Linked DNA regions of Oryctolagus cuniculus: region 2 is linked to region 1. A link is a contact called in public Micro-C data. All regions are on one chromosome and are shown on one strand. The core of a region is the stretch at or near the end of the contact, and the rest is flanking DNA. Distances in the headings are between cores, read along the strand shown.

What was found. Hi-C and Micro-C count contacts between places; a contact is called where the count stands out from the background.
Region 2: a contact with region 1 is called in a Micro-C map of ear pinna, with 4 times the contacts expected there. The contact joins the promoter of SIPA1L3 here to the enhancer-like site in region 1. A contact is called at or near these places in 2 of 6 Hi-C or Micro-C datasets (ear pinna and an unstated tissue).

The regions. Positions count from the first base shown.
Region 1 is chr18:16,401,266-16,403,811 of mOryCun1.1, forward strand. All of the region lies in intron 15 of SIPA1L3 (signal induced proliferation associated 1 like 3), which reads right to left. Among named protein-coding and RNA genes, the nearest start is that of DPF1, 63 kb to the left of the region's middle. Within about 2 kb of position 1,281, at least 3 of the 8 cell types and tissues checked have an H3K27ac peak or open chromatin away from gene starts, as enhancers often do. A contact at or near this core is called in ear pinna, where this site is marked.
Region 2 is chr18:16,612,326-16,614,871 of mOryCun1.1, forward strand. SIPA1L3 (signal induced proliferation associated 1 like 3) reads right to left here and starts at 1,264. Exons shown (of 22, transcript XM_008257242.4): 1 at 1,032-1,264. WDR87 (WD repeat domain 87) reads left to right here and starts at 1,284. Exons shown (of 5, transcript XM_070062252.1): 1 at 1,284-1,882. The coding sequence starts at 1,556.

The DNA of each region.
Region 1 (2,546 bases), core at 31-2,530:
GGGTATCAGTTCATTTAGTGGTCCTAGCCACCCCCAAGGCAGGAACCTCTCCCATGTTTCAGGTGGGGTAACAGAGCCAGCGAGAACCCAACTTGCCCCAGAGATCATCGCTAGCAGGGGACAGAGCTGGGTGCAAACCTAGGCAGCCTGGCTCAAGACAGGATGCTTTTGATTACCACCCTGTGCTCTCACTGGGGACAACCGTAACAGTAAACACGCAACAAATGAAAAGAACATGTAACAGCAGTTGGTATTTTTGAACTCCAGCTGTATCTCAGGTCCTGTGCTAAGTTCTTTAAATTCATGGTCTCAGCTGTTCATTCTTACAACCTTAAACCACAGATCCCATTCTCTCCCGATTTTACAGAAACGGAAACTGAGGCTCAGAGAAATGCGGAGTCTGAGAGCACAATGCTGGTGAGTGGCAGAGGTGCATCTGGACAGAGGCAGAGCCCGGGAGAACGCCGCTGACCCATACGCCTGGGCTGGGACTCTACAGGGCCCTGGCCACTTGGCCCTAAGGGATAGACCGACCGTGCTGCCCCTCTGATGTCTGACTCTGGGCCTGAGGGCTGGTCCCTGCACATGGCTGGAATTATCGCTCTCTGGCATGGGAGCCACAGAGTGGTTACACTGTCCCTTGTGCTAAGGAGCAGGAGCCACAGGTCTTCAGGGAGTGGAAGCAGAGGATGGATATGGGGTAAACACTTGGCCAACCACTGTCACCTCCACCGGCTGCTGCCCTGGGCTCCTCACCTCCTCCTCTGTCCTCTCAGCCTCGTCAACAGTATGAACACATGAGCCAGATCAGGACCCCGTGGTCCAGTCCACTCACGGTAAGAGCCAGAGCCCTCCCACAAGGTCCCATACCACCTGCCCCATCTCCTCTCTGCCCTCAGCTTCTCCACGTGTCCTCTCCCTCACTGTTCCAGCCATGTGGAAACTGTTACTCAAACACACCAGAAATTTCTACCTCCGTTTCTACCTCAGGGCCTTTGCATGGCTCCCTCAATGCCGTGAGTACTAGGAGACGGCCTACGTCCCTCTCCCATGGCTGACTATCTCTCTGAGTAGGTTTTTGTCATGTGTGACACGGGCAGGCGGGCCCCAGTGGATACCAAGGCCCCCCAGATTACTTTTCAGGGCTGTGCCCCCGGACTGTAAGCCGGAGACTCCTGGCACAGCCCAGGAAAGCAAGGTCATGTGCTTCTTGCCTGCTTGGGAACGCTCAGCTGCGTCAGCTCTGCACGGGGCGGGGCGCCTCTGACTGCCCCTAAATGGCCCTGACAAATTGCTCTGGAAACCCGGAGAGCTCTGGAGCGCGCACTGCCTCAGGAGAGGGCAGGGGGCCAGGTGGCTGCCCGCCTGGGATCACTCAGCCCACTGCGGTGCCCGCAGCAGGCACTGGCGCCTGGAAGTGCGCCTGGCAGCTGGGCTCCCATGACGAATGTCTGGGGGGAGTGTCTGTGAAGTCACTGAAGTCATCGGTGGGCACAAGCTACTACAGGCTACAGCGCTTCCACGGCATGGGCTGGAGCCCGGGGCGGGGGGGGCTCGGCATGGGCATGGCAGGGCCCGTCCCTTTTCTGGCAGCCTGTGAATTCTGCCCTCCACCCTCCCTCTTTCCTCCACTTCTCCAGAGTGCTCTATTGAAAGCTTAAGTCACAATATATGCTCCAGAGTCTCCCACGGCTCCCACATCTCTCAGAATCAAATTCCAGCACCTAATCACAGTCAACAGGCCCACCAGAGCCAGGCCCCTGCCCTCCGGGCCCAGCTGACCTCCTGTCACTCTCCCCTTCAGCCTCCAGGTCCACCCACTTGGGCCCCTGACCTCTCCCCGGGCACTGCACATGGGCTCATCCCCCCAGTCCTGGCGTCTGCGGCTTCCACTGCTGGGTCACGCCTTCCTTCCTACAATCTGTCACCTCCTCCCAGAGGCCTTCTGGGAGCCCGCACCAGGACTGGTTCTCCCCCACCACCCCCAGCTCTCACTGCCACCTGGCATGTGACGTGGTTGTCTGCTGGCCTTTACTTCCCAGGAGAATGTCACTTCCACAAGGGGGCCCTCAGCTTTCTCTCGGCTGTAGGGCAGAGTCTAGACCAGCCTGGCACACAGTGGATGATGTTGACAGTGAACGTGAGAACAGTGCCTTTCTCTGGCCCGTGCGCCCAGCCTTCCTCCTCTCACTGAATCTTAAGTGCTCCCTTCTGCAGCAGCTGCCTGGGCTCTCACACGGCTCATGGACTCGGTCTGAGAACCAGGGTGTGTCCCCACCTCTGACACCCTGGCCATGCCGCCTGCTCAAACATCCACAGCTGCTGACTTCCGGGGTCCAGGTCCGTATCCTCCTCACTCAGATCTCGGCTGCAGCCCCTTCCCCGAGACTTGGCCCTGCCGCGCCCCCAGCATCATCTGTCCGCCCACCTTACCCAGCCTCTGAAACTGTCCTTCTGCTGTCCTCCACTGCACTTCGGATCAAATCCAAACTCCATAACGGAGCCCACTCTGACCCTCCCCAATGTTCTTTTTTTTAAAGACTTAT
Region 2 (2,546 bases), core at 14-2,513, 210 kb after region 1:
CCAGATGGAGAATACCACAGAACGATCGCAATGCCCCTACAGAAGAGCTGCCTCTGGAGTAGGAACACAATCCCGGCAAATCCCACAACCTTCCGAGGGTGATGCGTTATCTCATTTTATAAATGAGGAACTTCAGGCTGCAGGAGGGGAAGCCAAAGGGACCAGTTGAGTCCGGTCCTTTGGGGACACCAAGACTCCAACCAGCGTTCCACCCGCGGAGGGTCTGCGGGGCGCCGGGAAAACGCGGAATAAATTGTACCATTTGCTGAGCGCTATTATGCCCGCTGCTGTGCTCAGCACTTTACACGTAGTCTCCTCACTACATCCTCCGAGCACGCTGCGGTGGCTGCTATTTTAAAGCCCCTATGTTACAGAGGCAGAGAAAGCGAGGCACAGAGAAGTGCAGTCAGCTGCGCAGGGTCACACAGCTGCTAAATGCCAGAGCCTAAATTTGAACTGGGTCTCTGCCTCCCAAACCAAAGCTCTGTCGACTCAGGCAGCTACCCTGCAGTGAGTGCTAACTACGAACTTGGCTCTTTACAATACACACGGCTCACCTAACCGTCCACCCTATGCAATCGGTATCGTCACCCCCTTTCTCCGGGAGCTGACAATAAAGCCAACCCATAATAAGTGCCTTGTATGTGCCATATGCTCTGTCGGATCTCCACATTTCAACAGAATCCCAGGCAGAAGACCATCACTCTCCTTCCCCGTTTTAGCAAAGGGAAAACTGAGGTTCAGCGCGGTCGCAGCTCCCGAGCAGCAGAGCCGGGATGCGAACCCACCGCCCCCTGACTCCAGGCTCTTCCCTGCGGCGCCAGGTTGCACGTCTGGAAAGTTGAGCCATAGGGGCACTAGTCCGGCCGGGTCCGGAGGGCGTGAATCCCGGCGCCGCCGCCCCCCAACACCCGGTACCCACACCCGGCCGTCCGCCTGGTCGCCCGCCCGCGCTGACCCTCAGGGTCCAAGCAGCCACCTATTCCTCGCCACCCTTTCGCGAGGCCGCTCCAGCACCTGGAGCCACATACCTGGGCGTCCCCGCTGCGTGCCCTGCGGGCCTCACAACCGCGGCGTCCGGCCCCGCGCTGCTCGCTGGAGACGCCGCCAGCTCCGGTGGCCCGAGTGACTTCCAGGCTGCCCACTTCCAAGCCGCTTCGCGCGAAGCCTCCTGGGAACTGTAGTTTCGCCCTCAGAGGCCGCGAATTGAACAGCGCCTGGTGCGCAAGTGCTGCCGGGAGTTGTAGGCGTACCACCGCACCGCCTTCTGGGAACGGTAGTCTGTCGCCTTCCTTGCCGCTCCAGAGCACTTCCGCAGCCCCGAGGGGCGTGAGGAATGGGGGCGTGTCTTGTGCAGGCTCCAGTCCAGGAACCTGGCTCCTCACGCCACCGGGGTGGTTTCTCCTTTTTCCTCTCCGTCTCTTTCCTTCTTTAGGTAGGCCTTCTCCCTTCCTCTCTGTGAGTTAGTTACCCCGAGAGCAAGAGCCTCGGGAGAGACGGGGGTAGCAGAGCAGTGCGGTCGATTCCCCGCGGAGAAGAGCGGCAGAGGGCGTCGATGCGCGTTCATGCACGCGCGCTCGCCAGCCGACTCCGGCCTAAATTTCCGCGGGCCCCCACGGGAAAGGCTTTTTTTTTTTTCCTTTCTTTCGAACGCTCGCGCGCGCTTGGCGGGGTCTCGCGCCGGGCGCGCACGCGCGCTCGCTCCCGTCGTCTTGGTCAGTCGGCCCAGCGCGGCGTTGGGCGACTAACCGCTCTCTCGGAGTCGTTCCGCGGCATCCCCGAGGTAGCCTCTCAGGCACTCCCTCCAGGTCTGTTGCACGTAGGAGCTCCTGAGTGCCGCCTCGCACACTGCGCCCGGCTCTTGCGGGGAATCCGGCCGCAGGTAAACGGCGCGGCCCCGCCCACCCTCCGGCCCACGCGCGGGTCTGGGGCGCCCCCCGGCTGTGAAGGGAGCCGGGTCTGGTCGTCCTTGCCCTGCCGGGGCCACGGCAGAGCTCCGGCTTCCCCGGGAGCCCGAATCCCACGAGCAGGGCGTTCCTTCGCTGATCACACACTTGGAGGGTAACTAGTGCTTGCTGAGTACCTACAGCCAGGAAAGGGGATCCGGATTTATTCCACCTGCGGACACAAGTGTCCAGCTTTTTTTTTTTTTTTTTTTAATTGATGGATACTGCCATTCCTCCTCCATGAGGGTTACTGAGGAACTGACTGGAACTGCAAGGTTCTCTGGGCAGTACCCTTTCTGCTTCAGGCCACGTCTTCCAGGAAATAAGAAGCTGTGAAGCACACATTCCCTCTTCCTGGGCGAGGGGCAGCAGGTCATTCCTTTGCCCTCGTTTTCAACAAGCATGCATTAAGTCCCTGGCCTATGCCAAGTTGGGTGATTATTAAGACACAGGAGAGGCCGGCGCCGCGGCTCACTAGGCTAATCCTCCGCCTAGCGGCGCCGGCACACCGGGTTCTAGTCCCGGTCGGGGCGCCGGATTCTGTCCCGGTTGCCCCTCTTCCAGGCCAGCCCTCTGCTGTGGCCCGGGAGTGCAGTGGAG